Linked DNA regions of Mus musculus: regions 2, 3, 4 and 5 are each linked to region 1. Evidence: chromatin contacts called from public HiCAR-type and promoter capture Hi-C data. All regions are on one chromosome and are shown on one strand. Each heading gives the region's core, a stretch centred on a gene start, on an enhancer-like site or on the middle of the called end of the contact. The rest is flanking DNA. Distances are from core to core; before and after follow the strand shown.

Evidence for each region. Promoter capture Hi-C pulls out the DNA fragments that hold promoters and counts their contacts. HiCAR-type assays count read pairs that join an accessible place to other places.
Region 2: a HiCAR-type map of astrocytes shows a contact between it and region 1, with 4 times the contacts expected there. The contact joins the promoter of Nkiras2 here to the promoter of Nr1d1 in region 1. A contact is called at or near these places in 2 of 39 promoter capture datasets (cranial neural crest and hippocampal neurons) and 1 of 115 datasets of contacts at active chromatin or transcription factors (astrocytes).
Region 3: a contact with region 1 is called in a promoter capture Hi-C map of pre-B cells, with 2.4 times the contacts expected there. The contact joins the promoter of Mrpl10 here to the promoter of Nr1d1 in region 1. A contact is called at or near these places in 2 of 39 promoter capture datasets (liver and pre-B cells).
Region 4: a promoter capture Hi-C map of embryonic stem cells shows a contact between it and region 1, with 4 times the contacts expected there. The contact joins the promoter of Krt17 here to the promoter of Nr1d1 in region 1. A contact is called at or near these places in 1 of 39 promoter capture datasets (embryonic stem cells) and 1 of 115 datasets of contacts at active chromatin or transcription factors (embryonic stem cells).
Region 5: a promoter capture Hi-C map of cranial neural crest shows a contact between it and region 1. The contact joins the promoter of Mllt6 here to the promoter of Nr1d1 in region 1. A contact is called at or near these places in 1 of 39 promoter capture datasets (cranial neural crest) and 1 of 115 datasets of contacts at active chromatin or transcription factors (pancreatic cancer cells).

Annotation. Positions count from the first base shown.
Region 1 is chr11:98,772,143-98,778,451 of GRCm38.p6, reverse strand. Nr1d1 (nuclear receptor subfamily 1, group D, member 1) reads left to right here and starts at 3,075. Exons shown (of 8, transcript NM_145434.4): 1 at 3,075-3,734. The coding sequence starts at 3,704. Gm31862 (a long non-coding RNA gene) reads right to left here and starts at 3,041. Exons shown (of 4, transcript XR_880204.3): 1 at 2,638-3,041; 2 at 1,355-1,813; 3 at 660-734; 4 at 1-506.
Region 2 is chr11:100,620,554-100,626,862 of GRCm38.p6, reverse strand. It overlaps Nkiras2 (NFKB inhibitor interacting Ras-like protein 2), which reads right to left and starts at 3,908. Exons shown (of 4, transcript NM_028024.2): 1 at 3,855-3,908; 2 at 2,564-2,671; 3 at 1,679-1,920; 4 at 1-869. The coding sequence starts at 2,657. The coding sequence ends at 630. It also overlaps a transcript of Zfp385c not described here.
Region 3 is chr11:97,038,067-97,044,375 of GRCm38.p6, reverse strand. Mrpl10 (mitochondrial ribosomal protein L10) reads right to left here and starts at 2,794. Exons shown (of 5, transcript NM_026154.3): 1 at 2,724-2,794. The coding sequence starts at 2,775. It overlaps Lrrc46 (leucine rich repeat containing 46), which reads left to right and starts at 3,007. Exons shown (of 8, transcript NM_027026.2): 1 at 3,007-3,293; 2 at 3,404-3,509; 3 at 5,496-5,604. The coding sequence starts at 3,272.
Region 4 is chr11:100,258,672-100,264,980 of GRCm38.p6, reverse strand. It overlaps Krt17 (keratin 17), which reads left to right and starts at 3,952. Exons shown (of 8, transcript NM_010663.3): 1 at 3,952-4,447; 2 at 5,204-5,286; 3 at 5,652-5,808. The coding sequence starts at 4,016. It overlaps Krt42 (keratin 42), which reads left to right. Exons shown (of 8, transcript NM_212483.3): 5 at 1-52; 6 at 283-503; 7 at 1,638-1,687; 8 at 1,814-2,099. The coding sequence ends at 1,911.
Region 5 is chr11:97,660,814-97,667,122 of GRCm38.p6, reverse strand. Mllt6 (myeloid/lymphoid or mixed-lineage leukemia; translocated to, 6) reads right to left here and starts at 3,711. Exons shown (of 20, transcript NM_139311.2): 1 at 3,443-3,711; 2 at 2,089-2,168; 3 at 1,583-1,637; 4 at 1,284-1,393; 5 at 230-333; 6 at 1-48. The coding sequence starts at 3,551.

The sequences.
Region 1 (6,309 bases), core at 1,826-4,325:
GATTGAGACAAGTCTCATGCTGTCACCAAGAATCAGTGGCCTGGAACTTTAAGTAGCCCAGGCTCACTTTGAACTCATAGTAATCCCCTTGCCTCAGCTTCTCGGTTTCTTGGCTTAGAGGCATGATCAGCCACCATCCTACTGGCTATAAGGTATGTCTTGTTTTATTTTTATTTAACTTAATTTTTCCTTTATGTCTATGGGTATTTTGTCCTTGTGTATGTGTGTCTCTGGTGCCCACAGAGGCCAGAAAACTATACCAGATTGTCTGGAGCTAGAGTTACAGATGGTTGTGAGCTGCCATGTGGGTGCTGGAAATTGATCCTCTGCAAGAGCAGCCATTGCTCTTAACTGCTGAGCCAGCTCCCTAACTCCTACACCTGTTGTCTCAAGCCAAGGTTTAGGGCAAAGAGAGGTCACACATCCAGTCTTGTCCCCACCACCCTTTGACACATTTCTTTGGTGGCCCTGGTTCCCTGGTTTCTCTGCTGTTCTTCCAGAAGCTCCTGATAGAGAAAGGAATACAGTTTACAGATTAGAATTTTTTAGAGTTAAGGAAAAGCTCTACTTTTCATTTTATTCCCTGGAGAAAACACACACACACACACACACACATACCACAGAGTGGGAAGTGAGTGAGCTCATATGGGTATACCTACTTCAAATGGAGTCTCCAAAGACACTTCTTTGACTGGGTGTATAGGTAACACATCTGTAACCCCAGCACTTGGACACTTGGATGGCAGAAAGCAGGAAGATTAAAAATGCAAGGCCAGACAACAGAAGTAGACCCTGTCTCAAAAAAAAAAAAAAAAAAAAAAAAAAGCGCTCTTTGCCAGGGAGAAAAGAAGGAGCCCTATATAAAGTGGAGAGGAAACAGGAGTTCAATGTAAAGGCCCCTCCTTCCCTTCCTCCCAGCTTCTGGCTTCATACCTCACACAGACTACAAAACAACCTTGCTCATTGCCAAGAGCAGGGTCAGGCTGGATGAATTTCTGGGCTCTAGTTCCCTCTTCTCACTAGCTGTGAACTCCAGGAGGGAGTCTTGATCTCTGGCCCTTCCCTGATATGAAAACTTTCTCAGCAAGAGGACGTGGGCAGGACCACCACAGTTGCAAACAGTGCTGAGGGCCTTGGGGGGACCCAGAGCAACTAAAGAAAGCAGGGGAGTGAGCGATATTGAGAGGTAGTACTGGGACTAGGCGGGGTGGAACGTCTAGACAGCACCAAGGGACCGATTTTGGATTTTGAGCAGTCCTCAGATACCCAGGTGGGTGGGGTGGGGTGGGGGTTGCCTGGCTCTGAGCCAATCAAAGGTCTCAAAGAGCAGGCAGCCAGGGACAGAGCAGCTTACCTCCCAGCTCTCCCTCCACACAGTTGGCTGGGAGGAGGGAGAGGGAGCGGAGGCTGACTTCAAAACCAAGTTTTCCTGAAAAGCCTCTGGCCTTGTTTGTCTTAGCTCCTCCCAGTTCCTCCCATGGTGCTCTGCAGCAGCTTCCTAGCTCTGGACCTAAGGGCCAGGGCAGCGGGAGAAATGCTTGCTCCCCCTCTTTTCCAAGCCCGTTAGGCACGAGGGAACAGGGCTAAAGTCTAACCTTCAGATGATCAGTGGTTAACCCGGTCAAGATCATTGACCTTAACATTCAGCTTTCTTTCTCCTTGGTACCCCTAATTCCAGCTTTGAGGGTCTCATGTTGTTTAAGTCTCAAATCACTGAGCTCAAAGTGGTCCTCCTGGCTCAGTTTCCCCGTATGCTTTTCTCTGACTCCAAGGTAGCTTGCTTCCCAGGATTCCCAGAACTCTCTGGAGCTTCCTAAGTGCAAGTAGAGAAAGACTTAAGGTTAAAAAAAAAAAAAAAAAAGCACCCCCCCTCCATCCCCAAGTGTAGAGATTACAGAGGACTTGGAGATAGGAGCAGGGTGGCTGGGGCTTACTCGACTGCTTGAAGATACGTGTCCATCTCTCTTTACAACCCAAGCCCCAGAGAACAGACCCCTTCCCCCAGGCCTCTGTGTTTCTCACTCCTGAGATGACTGCTGCTCTGAGAGAGATGCTAAGTGCTTCATGTGCTCATTTATCCGCCATCTCAGGGACGGGACGGTCACAAGAAATAAGCAGTGAATGCCTGACCTTGAGCCAGTCCCTGAGATGGCGGTCCCTTTTCTTCTTCAGTAAGAGGAGGGAAGATCCTCACTCCCTCCTCGCTTAGTAGGAGCTTGCTTTGCAGCTCAAGTCAGCTTCAAATTCACGACAGTCCTCCTACCTCAGCCTCTCAAGGACGGTGATTGCAGGCACGAGCCACTACACCCTGCCAATTCGGGGAGTTGAGGGGTGGGAGTTAAATGATCCTCATGTTCTCCCTAAACTGTGGGCTTCTTCTGCTATCATGAAGCCCTGCAGAGAGCAGACCCCCCTCTCTCTATGAGGACCTCAGAGCACTTTCCCTTTGTTCTCCTTTTTATTTCCCAGACAAAGGGAAATGACTCACCCCAAAGTCACTTGAGTGGGCAGTGTGGTGTCATATAAGCAAACAGGGAGTCCCTAGGGATATCCCCGTGCTATGCCAGTCCTACCCGTGGGGGCTGGGGTTAGGGTGAAGAAGAGAAAGGGGTTTTATTTACACTGCTTGTCGCCCACCTTGTCACCATAGCAAAAGATGCTTAAGTTCTTGATTTAAGGGAAATCTCTCCTCCCAGCTTGTCTTTCTCCCCCTAGTCACCACTAACCTCAGGGTGAGGTCAGTTCTCCAATCACGTGAAGCTCTCACGTTTGCTAGGTTTGCAGAAAGGGCCTTTTAGCTTTGATCTTCCACGGAGCAGTAAAGCTTGCCAGGCCCTCCCCAGGAATTCACATGCCCTTGCCATACAAGGCTTTCCAAACACGCCACCCTGACTCTTCAGAAAACCCCACCCCAGTCCACTTTCAGCTCCTCCCCGCTGCCAGCAAGCACTTTTGCAAAGCAGAAAAGGAATAGGCACACTCCACCTACATTGTCAGTAGACTACAAATCCCAACAATCCTGGCGGTGCGCAGGCGCACAGATCTCAACGTGCCGGCTGCTGGAAAAGTGTGTCACTGGGGCACGAGGCGCTCCCTGGAATCACATGGTACCTGCTCCAGTGCCGCGTGCGGCCCGGGAACCCTGGGCTGCTGGCGCCTGCGCAGAGCCCTCTGTCCCAGGGAAAGGCTCGGGCAAAAGGCGGTTGAGATTGGCAGAGTGAAATATTACTGCTGAGGAAACGTAGCAGGGCACACGTCTCTCTTTGCGTCCTGGTGCCTCATTTCTCCATCACCTACTTACTTCCTGGTTGCAGCTTCTCTTCCTTTGGGACTTTTGCACCCGGAGCTCCAGATTCATTACCCTGCTTCACTGCGGAGCCTTCAGGAGTGGCATCCGGTGCACTGCAGAGACCCGACTCTCCTTGCTACCTTATAGCCAGAACTGCTGCAGGCTGATTCTTCACACACACACTCTCTGCTCTTCCCATGCAAATCAGATCTCAGGTGCCTCAGCGTCCTACCCTTCTGGAGGGCTGCAGTATAGCCACCCCAAGACCTTACTGCTCAGTGCCTGGAATCCTGATTGCGAACTGCGGGGCTCACTCGTCTCCCTCAGCCATTGCCCAGGGGGCGAGAGAGGCCATCACAACCTCCAGTTTGTGTCAAGGTCCAGTTTGAATGACCGCTTTCAGCTGGTGAAGACATGACGACCCTGGACTCCAATAACAACACAGGTACTGAGATTCTTATCTTTGCTCTGTCACTGTCTCCATTTCCATCCAAGGCTTATGAGAGGAACTTTGTAAGGGATTGGGGATTCCCTCTGGCTGGTGTTTGTTACTGTGCTAAGATGAAAGCCACTAGGTAAGATTTCTAAAGAGGGTTATTACGGCTGGGAATGTGCCTAAAACGCATCACTAGCACCCCCTGAGTTCCCCTCAGTCCGAGAACGGATGAAATGGAGGGTGGATACCAGTGGCGAGTGGAAGAGTTTAGGGAGACTCAGCATTTTGAAGCAGTCTCTGGACACGTCCCCATTTGCCCACTCCTTGCAGCTATAGTATGCCTGTCTCTTTTCCCTTTTCTACAGTTCTAGCCTACTTCCAGGTAGTCTTGGGAAGTGGGGCGATCCGGGCTGGTGGGTTTGCGTGACTGGGTCAGAGTTCACAGGGGAATCCTCAGCGGCAGTGGGGAGCTTCATTTGAGGAGTCGGGTGCTTGGGACTCATCTCCAGGCAGGGCACCCACAGCGACTTAGCCTGGGGAGGGCTCACATGGCTGCAGAGCCGGGCCCACGTGCTGCATTTGTTTTCATTCAGTAGAAGCCGTGGCCGCCATCTCATTGGTCATTGCCTCCCGGCCTCGTTACATAATGAGCTCCGCCCCTCAAGTTGCCGGAGCAACGCTTGTCGCCTTCTCTCCTCCCCTCAGTTGTCCCGGCCCAGCTTGGTTTTAGGGCCAGCCTACGACCCAGGACGCCCGGGAGGGGCGGGGCGAGGGCGGGGTTTTCCTTGCGACAGAAGGGAAGCGGAGAAGGCGGTGCTTCGAGTTCCGGGGTTCCTCGTTGGGGTGCCACGTGCGAGGGGCACACGTGGAGTGGGGACGTGAGGCCAGCTGAGGGCCAGGCTCCCGCCCCGCCCTTCTCCGCCTAGATCTGGGTGAAGCTGGGCTGACTCACCGCCCCCGCCTGGCTTCTTTTCCTCTCAGACTGCCTGGCCCTTACCCTCTATGACCGAGACTTGAGTAATATGGGGGCACCCCTGACTTGTTTGGCCTCAAGTTTATACGTCCCAGCTAAACCTCACACCAGATTATTCTTATACCCCTTTATTCTAATCATGCCTACATTCATTTTCTGCATTCAGACTCACTTTTCCATGTTCCAAAGTTTACTGTTCTCCGAGTATGACTTTGCATGCCATGAATGTCTTCTCCCCCCCAAACAGGAATACCTTAGAATCAAGGTTGACAACGTACTACTTTGTGTCGTCGCCCAGGGTTTTTTCCCCCCACTCATAGAAAGGAAAACTGAGACCAAGAGACAAGAGTTGATTTCCTCTATATTGGAAAGCTAATCGGTAGCAATACACATCTAGATGGAGAGCTAGGGTCTTTTGAGCATTGCCCATCACTTCAAAGTTGGAAGACTTTTTTTTTTAGTGACTTTCTCATGCCCTCTTTCAGGATTAACTAGGTCAAGTTCATTTAGGTCCACATAAATAACCCATCCTCCAACCCAGCCGTGAAACCATAGCCGGGTAACCATTCTGTGACTTATTTTACAGGCAGGGTTCACCCTGACCAACCTTGAGCTATTTTAAGGTTGCCCTGCCTGGTTTAGTGTGTGTCAGTGGGTGAGCAAGACATGTGCTTCTGTCGACTCGGTGGCATGGCATGTGTCACCTCACACACGTGTCTGAGGATCCTCCCCTTTCCCCACTCCACCCATGGCCGGCCAGGCTAAGTACTTGGCAGAGGTGTGGCAGACAAGTGGCCCTTCTCTTCTGTGCATACCACAGGAGCCGAATCACCTGGCCCGCAATGTAACCAGAGGGACAGAGCCGCTGGCTGAGTGGCTATAGAGCTAAAGTTACCACCGGGCTGAGAAGGAAGGGGAATTCCTAAATCCCTAGAATGGATACTTTGTTTCTCCCTTTCATCTCCTGCAACTCATCTGAGTCTTATCTGTCACATTTCTAAGTCTCTTGTGACTCATCTCTCAGAGGCCAGAGCCAGGCTGAACAGAGAGTCCTTCCCTGCAGTACTCTATGAGAATATGTCTTTGGGTTTGAAAGCAAGGTGTGACCGTTTTACGTTTGTACACCTCCATTTTCCTCGCACTAGGCTAGCTACCCATCACGCTGCAGGGTCCATCACTGGAAAGGTCTCAGTGTAGAACTAGTGGCTAGTTTTTTTTGTGTGTGTGTGTATGAATAACTGTCAGCTGTCCATCTCCTTCCCAAGTCTACCCCCCTTGTAACTAAGACCCTAGCTGCTGTCAGTACTCCCCAGGAAGCAGCTAGCTCAGGGGTTCCCATGTATGAGATGGCCACTGGAGTTACACCTCCCACCCAAACCAGAAGCTTAATGTATTGTGCAAAGCAATGGCCATGGGTATTTTGGGGCCGGACTTGGTTATCATAAGTAGCATGTGATGGAGAGTTTCTAATAACGACTAGGTTGACCGGCCGTGCTATATTTAGTCTGTGTGGGAGAATTGCTTCTTACTCCAAGGTTAGGGGGTCTAATGTTCTGATGATGACTGTGTGAATGACAGACTTGATGGCTGATACCCTCCCCTTGTGTTCTC
Region 2 (6,309 bases), core at 2,659-5,158, 1.8 Mb before region 1:
ATCACTCCACTCTACCTCAGCCAATAAGACCTCTGCTCCTGGAACAGGAAGAGGAAGTGAAACAACTGGGAGATGGGTAGAGGTCAAACAGGAAATGCCACTCCCAGGAGCCTGACTTTACCAGGCCTTGAACAGGCCAGAGGAAAGGTCAGGGTGGAGGATGAGGAACCAACCCTAAGCCAGCTCGCACAAATGTATGCTTACAGTACCTAGTCTTTTGTTTTAAGGCTGGTACTGTGTGTATGTTAGTGGCAGGAAATTCAGAGTTGGGATCCCTGATAGGAGGCAGATCCTGGACTGGGCGCGTTGGCATGACGGCCCTGCTTCCTGCACCAGGCAGATGGAAGGGACACTAACCCATAAGTGTCTAGGTGACAGTGGAGAAAATATGGTCAGCTGGGGGAGGGGTGGGAACTATTATGGAAGGTCAAGGGAGGGCCAACAATCAAGTTCACTTGCACTTCTTGGAGTTAAGAGAGGACAAAGGTGGCACTGGCCTGGGCCAGCCCAGCTTCCTGTCCTAGAGGGTCACTCCCCTACCGACTGGGAAGAACAGCTTGCTTATGCACCCTGTGCTCGCCACCCATCCCGGAATGGGCTTGGAATGGTGAAGCAAGAAGGGCAGCTATTCAGCCATCCAAGGAGCCGCTGCCCTTGTTCTTGCGGCTGAGGGGGAAGGCAGACTTGCTCTGCGGCTGGGTCATCTTGCTGGCCAGGTAGATGAAAGGCTCTAGGAGGGAGCGTCGGTCAGCCACCGACACCTCCCATAGCTTCACCTTCTCGGACTTGGCCCAGTGCTGGGCCACGTCAGGGTCTACGCGACGCTGCTCCTGCAGGTCACACTTGTTGCCAAGGACCACGATGGTGACCTGGAGAGGACAGATGAGAACAGGGACTGTCGGCATGCAGTGGCTCAGGACCAGGTGTAGCCATCAGCTGTTTCTGGCCAACAGCTGGGGAGGATGCAGTTCCCAGAGGACTTCTGGAGGACTAGCAAGAACACAGAGCCCCAGAGAAGGAAAACTAGACCGCGCTTCATGTGCTAGGAGGGAACCTAGTAAACCAAGAAGAAGACTCAGCGATTGAGCTCTCCTATCATGTGGCCCACTACCTCTTGTGTGGGTTGAAGACCCTCTCCAATGATCTTCCCGGCCTTCTAGCTCCTAAACTACCTCTTGGCAAATGCGCACAACTGGGAATCATGCCAGCACCCTGTCTCAGTCAGGGTTTCTATTCCTGCACAAAACATCATGACCAAGAAGCAAGTTGGGGAGGAAAGGGTTGATTCAGCTTGCATTTTCCACATTGCTGTTCATCATCAAAGGAAGTCAGGACTGAAACTCAAGCAGGGCAGGAAGCAGGAGCTGATGCAGAGGCCATGGAGGGATGTTCTTTACTGGCTTGCTTCTCAGCTTGCTTTCTTATAGAACCCAAGACTACTAGCCCAGGGATGGCACCACCCACAAGGGGCCCTCCACTCTTGATCACTAATTGAGAAAATGCCCCACAGCAGGATCTTATGGAGGCATTTCCTCACCTTAAGTGCCTTTCTCTGTGCTAACTCCAGCTGTGTCAAGTTGACACACAAAACCAGCCAGTATACACCCGAAAGCATACCGAGGACCCACGCTCATGCTCTCCTACCACTGGGCTCCCAGCAGAAGTCTAGGACATGTACCTCCTTCTTGTCCTTGGACTTGTCGATCTCCTTCTTGAGCAGCTCGACGCGCTGGAACGACTCTCGGCTGTCTGTGCTGTAGACCAGGACGTAGCCATCGGTGCAGGAGAAGCAGTGCTTGGGCAGCTCGGCCCCATCCCGGAGACCCCGTGTATCATAGAAACGCACCTGCTCCCGCACCCCTCGGTCTGTCTCGATGGAGCCTACATAGATGTCCTCCTGGGTCTCGATCATCTCAGAACCTGGGTTAAAATGAGTCAAGAGAGATGGGAGATGGGAGCAAGGTAGATAGCCTAACAAGCCGACCAGACACAGGGCATAAGGAATATGGGGGCTCGGGAGAGACCAGACTTGAGAGTGAGACCGAGTGTCATGTCTTTATCACACCAAGCAAAAGGGCAACACAGAACTGGGTGTGGAGACACACACCTTGAATTGAAGCTCTTGGAGGAGGGGAGGCAGGGGCAGAGACAGGTTGATCTGTGAGAGTTCCTGGCCAACCTGGGCCGTACAGTGAGGCCCTCTCAAAGACGATAACAACAAGGCGGGCAGTAATAGAAGCAGACACCCTACATCCACCTCTGGCCAAGTGCTGTGGGGTGGGAATGGGCTTCTTCCTATCTTGGCTTTGGGTTTCTTCCTTCTAGATTTGTACAATGTCATAGAACTTGGGTGGTACAATGTTTTATTTTCCCCCTCCATTGTGGGGTTCAAACCCAAGGACTAGTACATGTTAGACCAGGGCTCTGACAGTCAGCCCTGCCTCCAGCCCTAATTGGGAGGGTGTGAAAGCAGCTGGTGTCCTTTTTAGCTTTTGGATTCAGGATGTGACCAGATCCTTCACTCAAGGTCTTCTGCCAGTCTCCCGGGCCCAGCAACACTCACCCACGACATGGTTCCCGTACAGAAGCTGCTCAAGGATTGAAGTTTTGCCCACAGATGCCTGGCCGCACACGACCACCTTGCAGCTCTTCCCCATGCTTAGCTTTCAACCTAAAAGGACAGAAGCCGTGTGGTGAGGGAAGACAGAATCCAAACAGCAGGCCAGGGAGCATCAGGGAGTTAGCACCACCCTGATGTTTACCGAACTACTGAGCAGTGAGCTGTAATTAACCTCCTTATCCCATGAGTGGCCAGGATTTGGCACACAGCCAGGGTGGGGTTAATGGCACCACAAAGGGAGGGGCTTAGAGAGTGGGGTGACAAAAACAGCTGGCCGGGTTTGTTCCTGTGCACAAGATAGGGCACCAAATACTGAAGGAAGTTCCACAAATACTCCTGTTCTTTTTGTTTGATTTTGGGGGGAGGGGGTTGTTTTGAGACAGGGTCTCATGTACCCCAAGCTGGCTCCCAGCTGATGAAATAGTTGAGGCATATGCACACCAGGCTGTTTTCTCCTTTTAACCATGACTTCCGTGAAGAAAGAAGCAGGGATTTTAGATTCTTCTTGACATCTTTTCCTCAGGGAGAGTGTGCAAATATGGAGAAAAACTTTCTTTCTTTCTTTCGGGGGGGGGGGGGCGGGGTTTCTCTGTATAGCCCTGGCTGTCCTGGAACTCACTTTGTAGACCAGGCTGGCCTCGAACTCAGAAATCTGACTGTCTCTGCCTCCTAAGTACTGGGATTAAAGGCGTGCAACCACCACTGCCCGGCATAACTTGCTTTCTTGAATGACTAATTTGGATGGCAATAAATTCCATTTAACCATTCCCAGTTGAATCCACCGGTAAAATAAAGATCTGACAAGAAACAGAATAAAGAGAAAAGTGCTTCCGAAAGATGGCTTTTACATCCCTTGAACTGACAGGCACAGAGAAAGCTCAGATTTATAAACTCTCTTGAGACTGCAGAGAGAGGTCCTTCTAAAGGGAAACTTCCTGACACAGGCACCCGGGGAGCGCCAGTAATCGCCCCTTCCTCCTCCCCCCAGAAAGCAGAGATCCAGAGGTAAGCCTCAAAGGGGTCCCAAGCAGAAACCTCTCCAGGAGAGTTTCCTGTCGCTCATCTCCACCCCGTGGTGTGAGCCTTTTAGTAAGCGACACTCGAGAGGCTGCCAGAGGCCGCCGCCACAGAGTACCCCTGAAGGGCACCCCTCAGAATCTCAGAGGCAATCACAGGACAACCAAAGTGAATCCGAGACAGAGGCCGCGCTGAGCCCTGCCTCCCAGCTCCATACCTCCCGGGTCCCCGCAGCACTCCCGCTGAGGTGCCCCCCGGAGTGGGCCGGACCATGGGAGGGGCAGCTCGACCGTAAAGACGGCCCTCTTCCTCTGGGTGGAAGGACTGACCCAGAGGTCCCGCCCCGCAACGGCCAGCCTTCAAGACAACTTCCGGCGGCGTAAAGTGAGCGCGGATCGCACAGCGCCCCCAGAGGCCGGCGGGGAAATACCCACCAGAACTTGTGTCTGGTTATTAAGCCGATGTTCCAGGCTCTGACACTAAAATGTTCTCTCTCTAAAAGACAGTGACCAGTGACGTTTCGTTCTATCATCTATGCGACAAGTTTTCTTTTTCTTTTCTTGGCTATGCTATGCTATGAATGGAACCCAGGATCGTGCACATACTAGGCAAATGCTCTTTGAGCCTCAATTTTTTTCTTTTGATTTTCAAGACAGGGTTCCTCTGTGTAGCTTTGGCTGGCCTTGAAATCACTCTGTAGACCATGATGGCTTTGAACTCACAGAGATCCACCTGCCTCTGCCTCCCGAGCGCTGAGATTAAAGGCACATGCCACCACGCTCAACTAACCATGCAATTTTTTTGAACTTAGAATGGAGGCTCACATTTGAATCCCAGCACTTGGGAGGGTGAAGTAGGGAGATTTTCTGAAGACAACATAGTCTATACAGAGACCCTGTCTCAAAAACAAACAGACAAAGAAACCAAACACCCCAGCACCTACTTTGTCTTGTTTGTGCCTTAAGTAGGGCCATATACAAAGGAAAAGCTACAAGTTAGAATGATTGAACCATAAATTCATTGTCTAGAATAATTAGCCAGCCAAAGTAACAATTAAAACCAACCATGATGAATGCTGTTATTGAAGTGGGGTGCTATGGGCATGGCAGAGGGGCATTTAACTTAGAGGTGACAGGTACCAAAGAGGAGGGAGGAAAGGGGGGTGTCTGTGTTCATGTTTGAAGGGCCGAATAGCACAGAGATTTCTGAAGCAGAGGAAATACAAGAACCATGACATTTCTTGTATCAGTCTGGGTTCTCTAGAGTCACACAACTTATGGAATGTCTCTATAAATTAAGGTGATTTACTGTAATTACTTACAGTCTGTATTCTAACTAACCCAATAGTGGGCAGCTGTGAATGAGAAGTTCAAGAATCTAGTAGTTCTCTCAGTCCCACGAGGCTCGTTGTTTCAGCTGGTCTTCTGCCTAAGCTGGAATCCTGAAGTAGTAGGTTCCAACAGATGTGCTGGCAAGTAAGTGCAAGCAAGCAAAGAAGAGTGAATCGCTCTTCTTCCAACGTCCTTATGAAGGCCTCTAGCAGAAGGTGTGTCCCAGATTAAAGGTGTGTGCCACCAGGTCTGGATCTGGAACTTGCTTTGTTGCAGGCTGACCTTACACTGAGATCTGCTTGCCTCCATCTCCTGGGATTAAATGCATGTAACTACCTTACCTGGGTTTAAGCTTTTCCTGGTCACTATTCCTCAAGATCTCCATGTCAAGATCCAGGTTAGAAACCTGTGTTCCAACCTCAAGATCTGGATCACAGGTGTGCCCTGCATTTCTGGATTGTAGTTCATTCCAGATTCGGTCAGGTTGACAAGCAGGGCTAGCTATTACACAGAGGAAATACAACAAGGTTCATGACAGTTTTGGAGCCAGGAATCCCTAGGGGCTCAGTATTGATTGCAGAGACTAGCCAAATAATGAAGATGTGTGGGAGGCCAGGGACCAAACACCACAATAGCACGCCATTGGTAAGTTTATTACAGGGAAATGACACACTCCATCCACTTTTGCAAGAAAGGTCATTCTCTCGGAAGAGCCAAGGCTTGGCAAAGATGAAACTGAGGATCAGTTAGGAGACTATTTGCAGTCTCTAAGTTTATTGTTTAAGAGTTTGGGATGAAAAGACTTGGGGGATGTGTGGTGTGGGGACAAAAAGCATTGATGACAAGGTTTCAAGCTAAGGGCAGTGGGTCTGTGTGATTTACCCCAGGTTTCATGTTGAACAGATGAACAGAAGAAATCTAACATAAGAAATTCAGGAAGGAAGAAAAAAATTGTTTCCCCCCCCCCCGTTGTTGAAAAATGGGTGAAAAATTAAATTCGTTAATTAAGGCAGTGGTTCTCAACCTGTGTGGGTCATGACTTTTTTTGGCAAACCTCTATCTCCAAAAATATTTACATTACAATTCATAAGAGTAGAAAATTTATAGCTACAAAGTAGCAACAAAAAATAATTTTACGGCTGGGGATCACCATGACAGGAGGAACCATATTAAAGGGTCACAGCATTTCAATTCACTGAGGTCCAGCTATCATTCTCTATCCAGTGGCCCAGGTAGTTTCCACTCCGTCAGTAATGATAAGGACCTACAAATAAGGTTAGGGACTTTGACACACACTTTCCTTAAGGGAAATTTAAATTCCATTGTCTTATTTTCGTTCCT
Region 3 (6,309 bases), core at 1,545-4,044, 1.7 Mb after region 1:
AGAGGCTCAATCCTCTCTCTAGGTTTTTGTTACTGTTGCTTTTTGTTTGTCTTTAGACAGGATCTCATACAGCCCAGGCTGGCTTGAACTCACTGCCCACTCCACCCGTGTGCTGCCTTTAGGACTGCAGGTCTATGTCACCATGCCTGCTTTAAGCCTGCTGGGGTAAATCCAGGGCCCCATGCGCGCTGGCAAGCACTTTACCAAGTGGACCACAGATCCAGTCCTCCTCCACAGGTCCTCCTTGTGTACAGCCCTAGAATTTTAAAAGTTTTTTTTTACAAGATGAAGTATTTTAAAAGTACAAGGGAGATGGAGAACCAGGACTAGCATGCACACTGTAATTCACTCAGGAGGCTAAGGCAGAATTGCCATTAGTAAGACAACAGTCCCAGGTACAAGACCACCTCAAAAAGCAAAGCAGAGCCTAAATTAATAATCAAAGCATATGAGGAGATGATTGAGAAAACGCTTTCCTTAAATGGCCAAATAATAAATATTTTAAGTTTGGGGGTTCATATAGTTTGTCAGTCAACCCTGCTAAAAGCAGCCATAAAAGCCTGGACGTGGCTGGAGCTGGAGAGATGGCTCTGTGGTTAAGTGCACTTTTTGACTGACAGAGAACCTGGGTTCACTTCTCAGCACCCACATGATGACTCACATCCACCTGTCTGTCACTTCAGTTCCAGAGGAGCTAAAGCCCTCTTTTGACACTTGCAGGCACCAGGCAGAAATGTAATATACCTTATATGTGCAATCAAAACACACAAAATAAATTAGTAATAATAATATCCTAGGTATGGTGGAACATGCATATAAATTAGCACTCAGAAAACAGGAGGGCTGCCCCACGTTTAAGGCCAGAGTAGTCTACACATTGAGTTCTATGCCAGTCAGTGCTACACTGTGGGATAGTATTCTTTAAAATGAAGAAACAAGCTGGGCATGGCAGTGCACATCTTCACTCGTAGGGCTTCGGCGATAGAGGCATCTCTCAGTTCCAGGCTCAGGCTGGCTGGGGGTACTAAGACATAAAAAATCAACTAACCAACCAGAAACCAGTGCAGCCACAAACAATATGTAAAGCAAAGAGACCGTGCTCCAGTAAAACTATTCATAAAACAGTCATCCGGGCTGGGACTGCAACTCAGAGGTACAGAACTGGTCTACCTGCCCAGCCCGAGGTTCCATCCCTAGCAAGCAAGAAAAACAGAGCAAATGAAAGAACACCACCATGACCAACCATGCCAGTCCTCACTCAAAGCAGCAGTTCTTGAAGCACAAAGACCTCCATCAAGACACCAACATCTGCTTTGTGTGGGAGTGCACATACTTTCCTGCCTGCCCTAAACCTATAAAATTTGAAACTCGGTGGTGGGGTCCAAAAAGTTGTATTTTAATAAACTCTTCCCGTGCTAATGATGGCTTCATCCCACGGCTCTGAGGCTCCTATGACTTGAAGCAAGTAGGGGGTAAAAACACAACAACCTCACAATTCGCCCAAAGGAGTCTTTCTTCAGGTCAGATGGTGAATACCTGAAATCCGAGTTCAAGATCAGCCTCACTAATGAGACCCTGACTCAAACTGCAAAACTAAGGCCTGCGAGACGACTAATCCAGTGCAATAAATGCACTTCCCACCAACTCTGACAACCTAAACACAACCCTTGGAATCCCCCTATGATGGAGAAAAGAAAAAGAGGCACGCAAGCTGCCTTCTGACCTTTTTGTGCCCAATAGCACAAAATGATGATAATAGGAAAAGCTTGGAAGGTCCCCTCTGCACCCAAGGACATTCTTCAAAGCTCTGAGCCAACGTGACTCTTTCAACCCTAACATAAAGACCAATAGCGTCGTTTTGTAGGGAAAAGATCAGCTAGAAGACTCCAGGTAATATAGAGGATTGCCAGGGTGAGAGGTTTTATGGTTAAGGGCCACAAGAGCTGTTACGAGTGCCTTTGGGATGAGATGGGGCTGGAGAGATGGCTCAGCGGTTAAGAGCACTGACTGCTCTTCCAGAGGTCCCGAGTTCAATTCCCAGCAACCGCATGGTGGCTCACAACCATCTGTAATGAGATTTGATGCCCTCTTCTGATGTGTCTGAAGACAGCAACAGTGTACTCACTTACAGAAAGTAAATACTTCTTTAAAAAATAAAAATAATGCCTTCCTCCCAAGGTGCCTTTGCTTTGAAGCAATGAGTACAATCCTACAGTATGGTGTCAAATTTACCCATTAAATGCCTGATGCCTATTAACAGCAGACACCACAGCTGAGATGGACACAGTGAAGTTTAACAGATCAGACGAGACACGTGCATAAACAAAACTAGACTGAATTGATAAAAGTAAATTTCACCAAAGAACCTGCTCTTTATGGAGAGAGGGTAGTTGAGAGAAGACTTGAATCTGTGTTTGGGCTAAGACCTTAAGAAGGAATACATAAATTTTCTGGAAAGGACTCTCCGGGACCAGGAGTAAGAACTGAGCGAAGGGTTAGAAAAATCCAAAGCGAGGTCCTGTGATTCCCGGCTTGGGGGGAGGGGCTGTGGAAGGGATGTCACCGGCAGGTAATGACCCAGTCAAATCAGAGATCCGGCTAGTGGCAGGGTCTCCTAGAGCTGTCGACGGTCAGAGATTACGGGAAAGGTCAGAAGGAAAGGAGGGTGGCGAGGGCTAGAGAGCGCCATCCTGCGTGCAGGGAGGCCCTGGGCCACTCCTTACCCGCCCGGGGCGGGAGACCTCCACGGAGGATCCCGGCCACCGCCGCAGCCATCGCTACAGGAAGTTCCCATGCGCGCTGCGCGGAGACGGAAGTAGCTAAGGATTGTGGGGCAGCAGTAAAAAAAAAAAAAAAAAAAAAAAAAAAACAAAAACCCGGGCCCGGAAATAGTGGGCGTGGCGCCTGATAGGGCCGCTATGCGCATGCGTGGAGCTGGGCCTCTTTCTCCTCTTCCCCCCCTCCCCCCGTTCCGTCAGACCTGGCGTCCAGTCTCCTAGCAACGACGCGAGACCTCAAGGAACGGTTCTTTCTATTCCTTCTGGTCCTTTCAGTTTAAGGCCAGTAAAGCCACGCTACACACCTCTAACTCCAGATCCTTCGTTCCCATTTACTCCTATTTTCCACCGCACCCCCAATAATTCTCAGAACCCCCTGCCCTTGTCTCCTCAGTCTTCCCTCCAACCTGGGTTCAACCAGCCCAACCGTCTAAGCTTCTCTGCTCGCCTTCGTCCATCTACCTGCCTCAAGCAGCCGCTGTTTATTTTAGATCATGCCAGGAGACGAGCAGGAAGGTGAGTTGACAGAACAGTTGGGCAACAGTGAGGTCGGTCGGGTTTCCAAAAAAAAAAAAAAAAAAAAAAAAAAATGAACCCAAGGCGACAAAAGGCTCATCTTTCCCCAGCTAAGAAAGCTGCCCAGAGAACCGAGGAAGGTGTCCACATTACTGAAGCCCTTATCACCAAGCGGAACCTGACCTTCCCTGGAGATGAAGACCTGTCAGAAAAGATGTGAGTGGACAGGAGAGAAAGGGGTGATAGAAGGCGGGAACAGTGACGTCCAGGTTGCTGAGCTGTACTGACTTTGAAACTTTCTCTCCTTACTTACTCCACTTACTAATCAGTATTACTTTCCGGTTGGTTTTTTTACTTTTTTTTTTGTTTTGTTTTGTTTTGTTTTTTTCGGGACAGGGTTTCTCTGTGTAGCCCTGGCTGTCCTGGAACTCACTCTGTAGACCAGGCTGTCCTGGAAATCAGTAATCCACCTGCCAATGCCTCACAAGTGCTGGGATTAAAGGCGTGCGCCACCACCACCCAGCGGTTTTTACTTCTTGAAGACGATTTTTTTCATACATCCTCAGCTGCCTTGGAGGTCACTACCTCACCTCTTAGCAAACTTCAAAATTCTCCGCCCAGTTCCCAGTCTGGCCTTCCCATACTGCTGTTACACCATTGATTGTTATAAATGATAAATCTAATTACTCCCTGGTAGAAACTTCCTCAACAACCTACTACAGCCAGAGTAAAATCCAAATAGCATTAACCAACCTTATTTACAGCTACATTCTGCAAGTGTGCAATTCCTCATACCATGTTCTTTTTTTCTTTTCTTTCTTTTCTTTCTTTTTTTTTTCTTTGGTTGTTTTTTGTTTTTGTTTTTTTTCCGAGACAGGGTTTCTCTGTGTATCCCTGGCTGTCCTGGAACTCACTTTGTAGACCAGGCTGGCCTCGAACTCAGAAATCCGCCTGCCTCTGCCTCCCGAGTGCTGGGATTAAAGGCATGCACCACCATGCCCGGCTTCTTTTTTTTTTTTTAACATTCTTTTTTTTTATTATGTGTACAATTCATTCCAGCCTCCATGTCAGAAGAGGGCACTAGATCCCATCAAAGATAGTTATGAGCCACCATGTGGTTGCTGAGAATTGAACTCAGGACCTCTGGAAGAGCAGCCAGTGATGCTCTCAGCCTCTGAGCCCTCTCTCCAGCACTCATACCATGCATAGTCTTGCTTGGCATCGCCTGAGAGCTTGCCTTGTTAGAAATGAATTTCCACTGGGGATATAGCTCACTGGACACAACCACATAACCTAACTAACACACGCTAACAACCACAATAACCTGGCTGTGGTATAATCCTGGCCCTCAAGAGGTCGTGGCAGGAAGATCTGAAGTTCAAGCTCATTCCCCACCGCTACACAGAAAGTCTGAGGCCACCCAGGGTTACACGAAGCTCTTTGCCTTTACCAGAAAGAAAGAAGGACACCCGCTCAAACCTACTGAATTAGAATCCACATCTTACAGTACCCAAAGGATTCGCAGGCATATGCAAATTCAAGACAAGCTGGATTAGCACATGCATGCACGGCATTGTCCCCCTCCCCCTTCCGCCTCTCACTGCCTATGCATTGGTCACCTCTTCTAGGACGTTCCTGACGCCCCCAGTGTGGAGTTGGTACATGGTCCATGTACCCACTTTTGTGCCTCTGGCATCCACCTGTCATAGTTATCTTGTTGGACTCCCTAATAACGATGGCCGAGGGCCTACGTCATTTTTCCCGAGGACACTCAGTAAATTTGGAAATAATGAGCATAAGGATAGAACAAGTGATTTCTTTCCATAGCCATTAGAAAGGGAGAAAGGTTCTGCCAGGAGACATGAGTCTTTCTGCATCTATCCTCACCCCAGCCTTGCCGCCACCATCCTAGGAAAGCTGCTCTTGTTCCGAATCTCCAGGAAGCATGGACAGCCACCTAGCAGCTTTCCAGAAGGCCCCTGTCAGCTTGTGCTTGGCTTTCTCCGCGCCACCACTGGAGAGCCACGTGTCTGAGACCAGCCAGTCTCATGACTTAGACTGGTGTCACGAAGCTGTCCTTGACATCTCAAAGCCACTCAGCCCTTACCCTCTTCCTTTCCTTGAGTGAGACACGTCTCCTCTTCCCTCCCTCCCATCATCTATTGAAGACCACAGGTGTGAACCCTGTTTACTCTCCTCTAGGTTTCACACTCTCGGTGAACTGGAGACTGTCCGCCTGGACGGGGAAGGGATTACTTGTATCGGGAATTTAGAGAAACTCCGGAATATTCACAGCCTCTACCTGCAATCGGTAAAGTCTCCCCCACCCCCAGCACACGCGCACACGCACACACACTCATGCTTCCTGTCCTTTCCCTGCTGTGAACCTAGTTTGTCTAATCTGAAAACAGCTGAACAGCTCATCCTTGCGTTTCTGGTGTTTTGGCCAGGAGAACATTCCCAAGTGGATCAGGAATTCTCCTGAATTGAAACACTAATTTCTGGCTGGGTGTTGGTGGCACACACATTTAATTTCAACACTTTGGAGGCAGAGGCAAGGCAGATCTCTGTGAGTTCCAGGACAGTCAGGACAACACAGAGACACCCTGTCTTGAAAACACAAAGCAAAACAAACAAACCAGCATAAAGACTGATTTCCTACCCCACCTTACCAAGAGCTCCGAGCTTTAGAATCACTATGTTCGGACACTTCTCTTGGTCTAGATTCCAGGCCTTCTAGACTGTCGAAGATCCTCTCAGGCTCAAGCCTGTTCCCATTGGGGGGGGGGGTGGCATATGCCTGTCACCCCAGTCCTTGAGCACTGAAGACTGACAAGATCGAGGCTACCTAAGTTACATAGGAAGTCCCAGTCTGCCACACAGAACTCTTAAAATAAATATAGATCCAAGTGTGGGGGCGCATGCTTCTGGTCCCATCACTTGGGAAGCAGAGGTAGGCAAATCTCTGAGTTGGAGGCCAGCCTGTTCTATAATTTCCAGGCCAGCCAAGGCCAAA
Region 4 (6,309 bases), core at 2,703-5,202, 1.5 Mb before region 1:
CCGCCGCTCTGTGCAGAACCTGGAGATTGAGCTGCAGTCCCAGCTCAGCATGGTGGGTCACTGTCCCTGTCTTGCCTGGTGCTTGTCACTTCTGTTGAGCCCTGCCACACAGAACCCCTACTTGGATGACTAGAAGCAACCCGTTTAGCCCACCCCATTGGTCTCTCTCTGCCCCAGTTCATTTAAGTCACACAGATGGGACCATGCTCCCTCCCAGGTGGGTGTCATCTTTGGGGAAGGGTTCCACTCTTGTCTCACTGTCATCCTCTCCTCGGGCCACAGAAAGCATCACTGGAGAACAGCCTGGCAGAGACAGAGGCGCGCTATGGGGCCCAGCTGGCGCAGCTGCAGGGCCTCATTAGCAGTGTGGAACAGCAGCTGTGTGAGCTGCGTTGTGACATGGAAAGGCAGAATCATGAGTACCAGGTGCTGCTGGATGTGAAGACCCGACTGGAGCAGGAGATCGCCACCTACCGCCGTCTGCTGGAGGGCGAGGACGCCCAGTGAGTGGGGTCTAGGCACCTACCAGGCTGGGCTGGGTACTACCTTGTCCAAGGAATGTCACCAGTTCGATGTGAATGTGGAGGTGTGCAGGGGTGAAACGGATGGAAAAGGCGTGGGTCTGACCGTGAAGATTGTCATGGGTACCATCTGAAGCACATAGACTAGATCTTGTGGGCCATGGGGAGCCATGGAGTAACATGAGGCAGAGAGATGGTCATCTAGATCTTTGGGGACTATTTGCTTTGGCTATGGAGGGAAACGCGGGCCAGCGTGGAAGTGGATGGGCAGAGGAGGCTGTGGAACAGGGAATCTGGCCGGCTGACAGAATCTCCAGAGCCAGGGGTGGGGTTGTGTAGACAGAAGAGAGGTCTTCTTAAAAACAGCAGGATGAGATGCCCATGTCTGTGTGTGTTTGAGTGCGTGTGTGCGTGTGTGCGTACGAGAGAGAGAGAGAGAGAGAGAGAGAGAGAGAGAGAGAGAGAGAGAGAGAGCATGGCTCACAGTTGCTATGCAATAAATGCTGAGGGAATATGCAAAGGAGTGGGTAACAATGACCCTGGGTTTCTGGTTTGGATGACTGATCTAGTGTGACCGGTGACATCATTAGCCAGGTCAAGGCAAGGTGCAGGGCAAATGATACTTTGATTTGGAATTGGAAATGCTTAAAAAAGTCCATGGGGAGCCAAGAGTGTCTTGGGGTCTCCATGGGAAGCCAAGGGTGTTCTGGGGTCTCCATGCTTAGCCACAATTCTAGATTTTGCTTTCCAATAATGGTGAATTTTGTCTACAGTCAAACCAGTGTCTCTTGCTTTAAAGAAAGGAGTCTTATTGGGCCCTTCAGGATATGGAAAACCCACTTGTGCAGTGTCTCCTTGTAAATCCTGCTTCAGTAGCCCACAACACAGTCACAAATGCCCTTGGCTATTTCTTTTTTCCTTCCTGGTTTGAGGAGCCTATGGGATCTGATCCTTGGCTTGTGCTGTCCTCTGTGAACTCCTAGCTGTGATTATCCAAGTTGTGGGATCTCTCTTACTCTTTTGGGGCCTCTTCAGCTGTTTATCCTTCCCAGACGTGCTCCCAGGGTCTCCTTGCTTGTGGCACCTCTGGGCTGACAGGTCCCCTTCTCCCCGCAGCCTGGCTACTCAATACTCCTCATCCCTGGCTTCGCAGCCCTCCCGAGAAGGTAAGAGTCTAATCCTGTCCTGTGTATAGGACATCGGGGGAGATTAGCGGTGCTACAGCCTAGCTGGTGGGTTGCAGGGGGGCTCCTGCCTGAGCCTCTCTGTGACCCCTCCTTTGTCATCTGTAGGCATGGTGACCAGCCGCCAGGTGCGCACCATTGTGGAGGAAGTCCAGGATGGTAAGGTGGTCTCCTCCAGAGAGCAGGTGCACCGCTCCACCCACTGAGGCCCCTGTCTGCGTATGATAGCCCAGGCCCAGGACCTTAGGCTGCAGCTCCCTGCATCTACTGCCAAGCCTGAACTCCTATGAGCTAGCTGTTGCCTTCTGTGTTTGCTTTGTGCTGCCCCTTACAGAGAGGCCCCTTGGGTTGACCCCAGAAATTGCTAATAAAGCTTTGAAGAAGTCTGATCCTTGAATTCATCATTTGTCCTGTCATTGGCTCAGGCAGCGTGGGCTCAGCAGCTGGGGAGGGTTCACCTAAGCGTCTGGTATCGCTTGTCACCTGCCTGCTTGTTCTGCCCACTCCATGCAGGCTTGGGTTGTTTTGGAAGTTAAGACGGGGAGGAGATGGAAGGATTGAGGGTGGAGGTGGGGAGCATCCTGTTTTCTAAGAATCTGCCTCTGGGGCTGGCTCCTGCTTGCTGGTCCCTGGGAGGGCCTGCAGGCTTTCTGGGTACCACACCTGTTAGAGAACACCTGTATTAAAACAAAGGGACAGGGGTCTGACTGGGAAAGGCAACTAACTTTCTTGGAGTGGTCGAGGACCTTGATGGATGAGGGGGTGGCAGCCTGGTAGTCTCAGCCCAAGAAGCTAGACCGGCTCTACCTGGCTCCCTGGGGGTGTGTGTGTGTGGGGTGGGGCGGCGGCAGCGGTGTTTGTGAGTGTGGGGGGCATCCTGTTTGCTTTGGTGGCTTGGCAGCGCCTGGGCTATTGGGGAAACCTCTCCCAGCTGCCGATGGGGGCTGTCTAGACCTGTCTGGGAGGAGGAACCCATTGGCAGTCTGAAACAAGACCTCATTCCGCCCAGCAGGCCTCCCAGGACCCTGGGACTGAGGGCTGGGCTTAGGATAGTGGGTGGGGCTAGGTGGAGCTAGGGGGTGGGGCCTGTGGCCCACCCTGGGGAATCATGCTGTGGTCTTTGTCTTGGGGAACCTGGCATGAATGGGGTGGGGTAAGAGTGTTAAGCGATATCTTTTTTTGCTTCCCTCTGGTTGGGACCTGAGCTGTTCTATCCTCTTAGGTCTATCAGGATACAGAAAAGGGTAAGGAACGTGAAAGGAAACAACTCATTCATGGTCCCTACAGACTCCCTTTCATAAGGGAGTCTCCTATGCATAGCTCTGTTTTCCCTGGAACTTTAGCTGAGCTCGTGTCTGCCCACCTGGTCCTGGAAGCTGTACTGTAGGAAGGAAGTAGAGAAAAATCTAAAAGGGAAGTCTGGGCTTCCTAAGGGACTCAGGGATGGGGACAGTTTCAGAAAACTGGCAAGAATGGGCCTTATCCCTGGGTGTTGGGACTGCTCAGAGGGGTGATTCCTGGGTCAGGGGTGATGCAGCTAGTGACGAGCAAAAGGATGTGCTATGCCAGCCCACGGCTTGAGTGAACTGGGCCTGTTTGGACATCACATTCTTTGCTAAGCTCTGATTTCCTGCCCAGGTTGGCAATTGGAGGCTTGAGGTAGTTTCTGTGTTGTGTGGTGGGCCTGGCGGGTATAGACCTAGTTCTCAAGTCAGGATGTGTACTTGGTCTTTCTGATTTCCCCAATCCCCAGATCCAGGCTTTTCACACGCGGGTAGTGGCACGATGGGAAGGAAAGACACCTCAGGTGTGTGGGGTGCCTAACTCCCTACCTCATTTCCCATCAAACTGGGGTGGCAGCTGCCTGGGAGGGCTGGGTAGAGGTGATGTCGCCAGCTCTTCTTGTCCGTATTAGGTCATGGGAAAGCGTAGCTGGAGGGCCTGCCTGAATCACAGGTGACAGGCTTGAGACCAGAGACAGACAGACCGACACACGCACATGCACACACACACACACACACACACACACACACACACACACACACACGACCATGATACCCAGGACAGGGTTTGGTGAAATGAAGCAGAGCCCAGAGGTGGGAGGGGAGGGGGCCCATAGCCACCTGGGAGCTGGCGGGTGTCCAGGGGTGATGAAAGCCCAGGGGAATGGAAACAGCGGAGAGCCTGTTGTAATCGCTACGCCCACTGGCTGCCCTATAAAGGAAGCAGGCGAGCCCCAGCGCAGCACGCATCTTGGCGCCTCTCTTCCTCCCAAGCCCTCCAGCTCCACATCCGTTGCCCGCTGCCACCATGACCACCACCATCCGCCAGTTTACCTCCTCCAGCTCTATCAAGGGCTCCTCTGGCCTGGGTGGAGGTTCATCTCGGACCTCCTGCCGACTGTCTGGCAGCCTGGGTGCAGGCTCCTGCAGGCTGGGGTCAGCTAGTGGCCTGGGTAGTGCTCTTGGGAGCAACAGTTATTCCAGCTGCTACAGCTTTGGCACTGGCAGTGGTTATGGAGGCAACTTTGGGGGTGTCGATGGGCTGCTGGCTGGAGGGGAGAAGGCCACCATGCAGAACCTCAATGACCGCCTGGCCTCCTACCTGGACAAGGTGCGTGCCCTGGAAGAGGCCAACACTGAGCTGGAGGTGAAGATCCGAGATTGGTACCAGAAGCAGGCCCCGGGGCCAGCCAGAGACTACAGCGCTTATTACCATACCATTGAGGATCTGAAGAACAAGGTAGGATTGCTGGCGGGAGGGGCATAAACCACCCACCTCCTGCCCTCATCAAGGCCTGGAGTCAACTGGGGCTGCCACAGGGTCTCTAGGTTCTAGTTTGACCCATTTCCCTTTGAAGGGGCAACTGGCTGGGCCAGGAACAAGCTGGCATTGTGAGGCTCCTTTGAGTGTCTGTTTCCTCCTGGAGCAGTCTTCGTGTCATTGATGCCTAGACTGTGAGACATCATGGTCTAGGAGGTGGAATCATGATCTAGGTGGAGGGCTGGTTCCGTAGAGTGGAGCTAGATTTGTGAGTGTCCCAGGAAGAAGGGGCTTGGGGGTTGGGTTCTGAGAGTGTGCCCCACAGCAATGCTAAGAGAGGAAGCAGGAGAGGGGTAGGGCAGTGGACTCCTGTGGGAAGGCTCTGGGGACTTTTCTTTTCTGGCTTCCTTGGCATTTCCTTTTGTCCCTAAGGATATTCCAACATTATCTAACTCCTTCCACCTTCCAGCTTGAGGCCTCTTCAGCCCTCAGGCTGAGACTGGCACCAGGAGGGTCGGCATGAGCAGACAGCACTAAGCTTCATCTCATTGGACTCCCTCCCATCAGTCCATCTCTGCCAACAAGGGCAACACTGCGTAGGGAGTGGCTGGCAGGAAAAGGGGTTTTCTCTGAAAGCAGTGAATCCCAGCCTCCAGCCAGGAAGCCTGGCTCAGAACGTGGACCTGGGTTGACCCATGCTAAACTCAATGACCTATTGCTTTGTCATCTCTCCAGATCCTTGTGGCCACCGTGGACAATGCCAGCATCCTGCTCCAGATTGACAATGCTCGTCTGGCAGCCGATGACTTCCGTACCAAGTGAGTCCCAGAGGGTTACAAGCTGAGGGGGATTCTGGGGCAGCTTCCCTTACCCTATGACTTCTCAGAGGACAGGGGAGAGGGCCTGGGAGTTATGAGCTGAGCCGTTAGTTGGATGAGCAAAGACAGCCTCTTCTGAAGGTAGCTGGGGGAGGGGGAAGCAGAGGAGGAGTCAGGAAGCCAGTGGGCATGGGGTCTTGTCTTGTGGTTGTCCCTGGGGTTAGGGTTGCAACTTGCTTCCATCCCACCCTCTGATCCTCTCTCAGTTGTTCTGGCTTTGGCAAAGGGAAGGCAGAGATGACACCAGGACAGAGACCTATGTTGTTAGAGCATCCTGGCCTGAGGTCTCTGGTTTTTCATTGCAGGTTTGAGACAGAGCAGGCTCTGCGCATGAGCGTGGAGGCCGACATCAATGGCCTGCGCCGGGTGCTGGATGAGCTGACCCTGGCCAGAGCCGACCTGGAGATGCAGATTGAGAATCTCAAGGAGGAGCTGGCCTACCTGAAGAAGAACCACGAGGAGGTGAGGAGTCAGGGTCAGCAGGTCAAAGAAGATGAGGAGTGGGTGGCAGAGCCCTGGGGTTACCTGCAGTGGAGGGCGTGGGCGAGAGGGCTTGTTGAGTTTAGTCATCCCATAGGGCTGCCCTTTTTCTTTAGAGTCTTCATTCCTGTGGTCCAGAGCTTCCACACATCCCTGCATCTTAGGGACCTGCTGGGCCTCAGAGAGGCCTTCCCTCCTCTCCCTGCCTCACTCACAGTGACAGAGGAAGAGGGAGAGGCCCAAGCGCTTGTTTTAGTTCCAACTCTTAAACTTGGACTGCACAAAGGCATTTGGAGATTGGAAGGGAAGGTTTTTTTGGGCAAAGGACTAGAATCAGATGTCTCTGGAATACCCTCTGTGTAATGAGGGAGGCACAGTGTGAAGGTGGGCATCGAGTCCACACAGAGCAAACAAACAAGCAAACAAACAAACCAACAAATCATAGGAGGGTCAGAGGGAAGAGGCTGGGTAGATCCAAAGGTC
Region 5 (6,309 bases), core at 2,462-4,961, 1.1 Mb after region 1:
TCCACCTCCAGGACTTCTTCCTCACACAGCAGGCCAGCCATCTGGGCACTGAGGAGAAGTGGGTCAGAAGGGTGCAGCCACAAACAAACCACAGCAGCCCCCCACCTCCTTCCTCCTGGACCCAAGACCTAAGCATGGCGTGGCTGCCGTCTCGCACGAGACAGGAGGTAGGATGCTCCCACTCGGTGGCCACCTTGAACCTCCCAGCAGCCGGGCTCTGAGATCTCACCAGGTGACATGGAAAGCTTGTCGGCATCCGTGGCGGTTACAGGTCATGCAGGCTCCCGAGGCAGCTTTGCTCTCCCGGCCCTGTTCCTCACAGATGTAACAGGTCTGTGGGGCACAGCACAATTGACCCCTCCTCCAGGGAACCCTACCTCTCCTGCTGAGGGATCCTTTGGCCTGTCCTCAATGCCACCCTGACCCCCACCATCCAGATCAGTACTGTCCAGTAGAATTTTCTACAGGGACGGAAAGGTTCTCTAACCTATACAATCTAAGCCAGTAAACGCAATGTCACAGGACCACCAAGCACTTGAAATGCAGCTTGATGAGGCTGAGAAAATGAGGTCTAAGTATTCAATTTAAAGGTTTATCTCTTCTTATCTTAGATGTGTACTTGGCCATACGTATGTATACACGTACATATATACGTATATCACAGTGGATATCTGGTGCCCTTAATGGCCAGAAGAGGGCACCAGACTGATTCCCTGGAATTGGATGTAAACATGGTTTTGAGCTGTCATGAGGGCGCCAGGAACCAAACCTGGATTCTCTGCTAGAGCAGCAAGTGCTCTTAACCACCAAGCCATCTCTGCAGCCCGAGTATTCAATTTAATTTCCACATTCACAGGCAGTCAGCCACTGCGTTAGACAGTGCAATCCTTGGTAAAGTTTGAGAGGCCCCGATGTACCTACTGTCCCACTTGCTGGACTACATACAGACACACTGTGTCTTTTTCATAGAACCTGGGACTGGCCAGCCTTCCACAAAGTCGGTTCTTTCTCATGCCCCAGATCCCAACCTAAATGTCTCCTTCCATGACCACCAGATACCCAAGCAAGCCTCACAGGGTATCCTCTATCTCAAAGCCTGTTTACACTTCTGTCTTGATTAACGGCAAGCACTAGGTACCTGCTGTACTGTGCCTGTCATGTGTTATAAACTTAATAAAATGTGACCTATGAGCAACCCTCTGGCTGTGCTACCGAGGGAGCTCGGAGCGCAACGGTGGCACCCAGGATTGCTACCAGGAAAGGGAGGAGTGAGGGCCGCTAACCTTGTTGAAGCGATCATGAGGCACGTACTGCAGAACGATGGGCTCCATCGTGAGCACGTTGGCGAACTGCACCTCCGGGATGTAGAGGGCGCACACCACATGGGCCCAGCCTGGGGCAGTGTGGGGACTGGCCTCAGCAGGACGGCAACACAAGACCCCACGCCTCCCAACACCAAGCTGTAGACTGTCCCCTGCGTCTACAACCTTCCTGTACCAACAGGAGCAGGGAAAGCCAGCCTCCACCCCACACCTGCTGGGGGGCCTGGCTGACCTCAGCAGGCGTTCAGGGTTCCCCTCACCTCCATTGTCAGTCCTCTTCAATGCCCCATCTTTGTGCGGGCACAGCTCACACCTCTGCCAATGCAAGGAGCACAGGGATTGGGGGGATCTGCTGAGCTGGGCCCTCCCTGAACTCATCCAAAAGGCCCGAAGATAACATAAGATCTGGGTGGGGGCTGAGGCTGTAGAGCAAAGAGGCTCCTAACTGCTGAAGGCTGAATAAGGAGAACCTGCTGGTCACTACAGCGGCCCCTCAACTTCCATAGCCTTGAAAACCTTTCATAGTAAAAAGTTACAAAGCAGCACATAGACACCCCCCCCAAAAAAATCAAAGCCCCCAAGCCGGAGGTGAGGCGGGGCAGAGCTGAGTGCAGAGCTGAGGGAGAGATGGGGCTGGTGATAGGCAGCAGCAAACAGGAAATCCTGAGTGACAGAGCTTAGTCCTGCCCCAGCCTCAGGGTACCCTATTAACCTGCAGGAGATGCTCAGGTGTAGGGGAGAGGAAAGGGAGAGGGGCTGGACTCACCACCCTGGCTGCACGCTCCTGAGATTCACATTTCCTGCAGAACCAGGGTCCTGTTGGCACCTGGACGATGCCATAGCAAGCTAAGGGTGGGGGAAGGAGACTCACTGAGCAAAGCCATCAGCCAATGGTTCCCCCCCCCACAGAGTAACTGGGGGCAGGCAGGGAAGAGACCCAGCCTACTAAAGCCAGCCCAGTAGGTGGGGCTGCTCCCCAGACCCGGGATCACTCAATGGAACAGGACTACAAGAAATGTCCAACCGCATAGAGCCAGCCTTCAATCACACAACCAAGCATTTCAAACAGGGGCAAAAAGTCTGACAGAGTCCTTGACCTTAAACTTCCAAAGATCCTCCATTCTCATCCCACCCCTCTCCCTTTTTTCTGGACCTGAATTCCTCCCCCTCCCCCCCCCCCCCCCCCGCCGCCTCTGCCCTGACCAGTCCCCTAGGCACCAGAACAAGAAATAGTCATGATTGTAACACGTTTTGTTGTTATGAGGGGAGGGGGGGTGCTTCTTAAAGGGCCAGTAAGGGATAAGCCAAGGAAGTCGGGGGTTCAAGGACCTCATCTTCTGCCTCTGTCACACGTACAGGTCAAAAGTGAAAACAGAGGGCAGGTGCGGGGCAGGTACCCAGAGGAGAGTGGCGGGAAAGGCCCGCAGCCACAGCATTAAGGGTTGTCTTGGGAAGGGGGGTGGTGGTGGTTGCCTGTGCCAGACAGGCGGAGATGCCAGCCTGCGCCCTCGGCAAGATTCCTTAAGGAGTTAACTCCCGAACCATGTGCGGCGGCAGGGGGAAACTCCAAACCTCTCTCTCCTCCATTCCGGCCCCCTGTAAAACCGCTCTCCCAGCCTCAGCTCTTCCCCGGAGGGTTTCAGGATCCCTTCTCCCGTGGGACCCTTCTCCTCCCTTCCCAATTCCGCTCCTCCCAGTATCCGGAAGCGAAGGGGGATGACCCCCCCTTGACCTCTTCCTCCCGGAGCGGGAACCAAAATAAACCGGGCGGGAGGGGGGGTTACCTCGCAGGTAAACATTCCCGGGACAGCCCTGACACCGGCGGTGCGGGGCTCAGGGAGTTCACTCCTTGCGCCCTGGACTCTCCCCAAAACTCCTTCAACTTGGGGTGGGGGGCGCGGGACTGAACAATAGGCAAGAAAACAATGCCTGACCCGGTCCTGGAGGACCAGGCTGGGGATGGGGGGGAGCCCACGCCGCCTTTCGCTTCAGGTGGGTGGGGGAGGGGCAGGCGCCCCAGGAGGGCTCCGGAGGGCGCGGCCGAGGGCACCCCGTGCGCGCGCCGCCCCGGGGTCCCGCAGCTCCCCCCCCCCCGCCGGCCGTCTCCCCCCTCCCCTTACCTTGGTGGACGGCCACGCTGCACGCGTGCCCATCGCAGTAGACCAGCGGGTTTTCGGCCCAGCCCCTCTCGTCCGAACATACGCAGCAGCCTCCTACCATCTCCTTCATACTCCCATGAGCTCCCTCCGGGGCTGGGGCTGGGGGCCGGCCGGCGGGGGTCGGGGGTCAGGGGGGGAGGGAGGGAGCGGGGGCCGCGCGCCTCCTCGCCCCCTCCTCCGCCGCCGCCGCCGCCGCTTCTTTTCTTTGCCTCCTCCTTCCTCCTCCTCGGCGTCCTCCTCCTCCTCCTCGCTCGCTCTGTCTGGCCGCCCCCCCCGCCGTGCTCTCGCCCTCATGCCCCGACGGGCCCCCCCCCCCCAACAATGAGACTCGCGCGCCGCGCTCCCCTTCCGCGCCGCTCGCCGGCTACCAGAGCCGCCCGGCCGCGGTGCAAGCAGGGCCCGGCGGGGGAGGCGCCGAGTGGCACATCGCGGGCGCCCGCCCGCCCCGCGCCGCCCGCTCACGCGCCGCCCCCCCGGCCCCCCTGCCCGGCCGCGGCAGCCATGGCCGCGCGCCTCCGCTCGCTCGCTCGCTCCCGGCCCGCCCGCCGCCGGGTAAAGTCTTAGGTTCAGGGAACAAAGCCTGGCTTGGTAGGGAGCTTTTCGCTCGTGCGCTCAGTGCAGCTTTCCCCGTCTTTTCTTTTTCCCTTTATGACTCTAGGTGGGTAGTTCCCGAGTCCTCCCCTCCGTGTCACACTTTGGGTCTCCGGTCTCCCATCCCCCTTCTCTGGGTGTTCTTCAACCCTAGGGAAATCTAGGGAAGATGAAAAAAACCAGGGCTCTTAAAAAGAACTGGAGCGATGTTAAACCATTTACCCGTGCTTGTTCTTGGAATGGGAATGGTGTCTCTGGATGGCAGCTCATGGGTGCTGTCCCTGGAGGTCACTCTGGAGGGTAGACAATGCCACGTGTAAACTTTTACTTACTTTACAAATCTTTTTTGTTAGTTTGAGACAGGATCACCAGTAGCTCCGGTTAGCCTCGAACTCACCACTTAGTGAAGGATGACCTTGAACTCCCAATTCTGCCTCTGCCACCAAAGTGCTAGAGTAAAGGCGTGCACCACCACGCCCCGCACAAAAATTTGTTGAATGCTAGAGTCGGCTGCGCGCCAGAGTAGAGGTATTCCTGCCCTCCAGGAACTTCCCTTTGAAGTCTTCAATGTCAAGGTCTCTAGGCACCTTAGGGGTACAATGAGGTACCCCACCTTAATTCAAGATCTCTGTTCTAAGTCGTAACTCCACCCCTAGCCTCAGGGCGTGCCTTGCGTTTTAAAGTGAGTAAAGCTGCCTCGGAAGTGCTTGCCAACAGAATCACGCCTTGACTTCTGGGCAGGTATAGAATCACAGTAGCGTACAAAAACGCACCACGAAGGATTAAAGTCCCCGAAATTGGGTCTAGGGTTTGATGGAAAGCGACCCAAGACTTCCCCCAGACTGGTATAAGCCCAAAGACGAGATCTGATTCCCCTTTTTTCTTTGCAAGGGGAAAGACGGCGCCCCCACAGGGACCAAAGGTCAAATACCCCCTCAGCGGGAGGTTGGGTGGCAGAGGGGAGAAGGCAGCCCTGGGGGCTTCATCCACACTTCAAAGACCTCTAGGCCGGGAACGCTTCCTGGGGGGGAGGGGCAGAGGGCTCGGAGAGGAGATGGCGGGCTGGGGGATTGAGGGTGGAGGGGGCCGCTCCCCCTTCGGCGCACTGCCCCCCTGGCCGACTCTTCCGCCGGGCCCGCCTCCTTTTCACTAGCACCTGTTCAACCGGAACATCAAGGGGCCAGAGCCTCCGCGTTTCTTTAGTACCTTTCATCCCGGAAGGGGGGGGAGATGAGTCCCCGCCCAGGAGGGGGGAAGCAAGGAGGGGGAGAACTTGTCCTTGACCTGGTCTGTGGCGTCAGGGATTTACTCCCTTAATCCTGGCGAGGCGGGAGTTTGGGGAGGTCTGTGAAGCTGAGTTCTGGGCTGGAGCCCTCAAATCTGCTCAGTTTGGACCCTGGGAATCACGGAGGCTGAGGGAACGAAGACACTGTGTCTAGAAAAGTAAACTTGCGGTAGTCTGTTTTACGACTTCTGAATCAGGACAGGTCGAAGGCCGGGATCTCGGCTATGACGATTTTTTATTCTGTGAAGTGTGCTCATACGAAAAGTTAATACTCAGAAGAGGAACCTTACTTGGGAGTTTCTAACGAATGACTTTTACCACCAAGAGTAAAACTACAAGAAAGCCGTGGAAATGTCTGTCCTAACTAACTCTGTGGCAGTTTCACAATGTTGGGGAGTATTTGCATCTGAAACCCTTATTGTCAAAGTGGCCAGTTTGGGGTTCCCTTGGACGAGGGTCACAACCCCTTGGTCCCTGTGCCCAAGAATTGGTGGCTTCGGAACAGAAAGCCTGTTTTAAGTCAAGCCCGTGTCCAACATGTACCCAAAGCTTTTGGGACGGACGGCTGGTGCACGTTTCACTAAATTGGTTTAATTCGGTGAATTTGACCTAACTCTCCCTTAAGGTCATTTAAAAAGGGTGGAAACGTCCTCCATTTTCTGGCTGGAGTGATTGGGGTTGCCATGGGGTAGATGACTTGCTCAAAGGCACACAGCTTGAAAGCTACAGAGGCAAGATTTAAACAAAGTCTTGCCTTCTTCTAAGGCTCTGCTACAGTGTCTCCAGCTTGTGAAGAAGTGAGCTGCCGCCTCTTCTCCAACGTTCTATTGCAAGGGCTCTCCCTCTAATCCTGGGGAACCCTCTGGAGACCAGGCTGGATTAGCAGTGGGTACCGGTGGCTGAGCTGTCAGGCTCATTCGCCTGCTTCCAATCTTTTCTTGAGCATCCACTT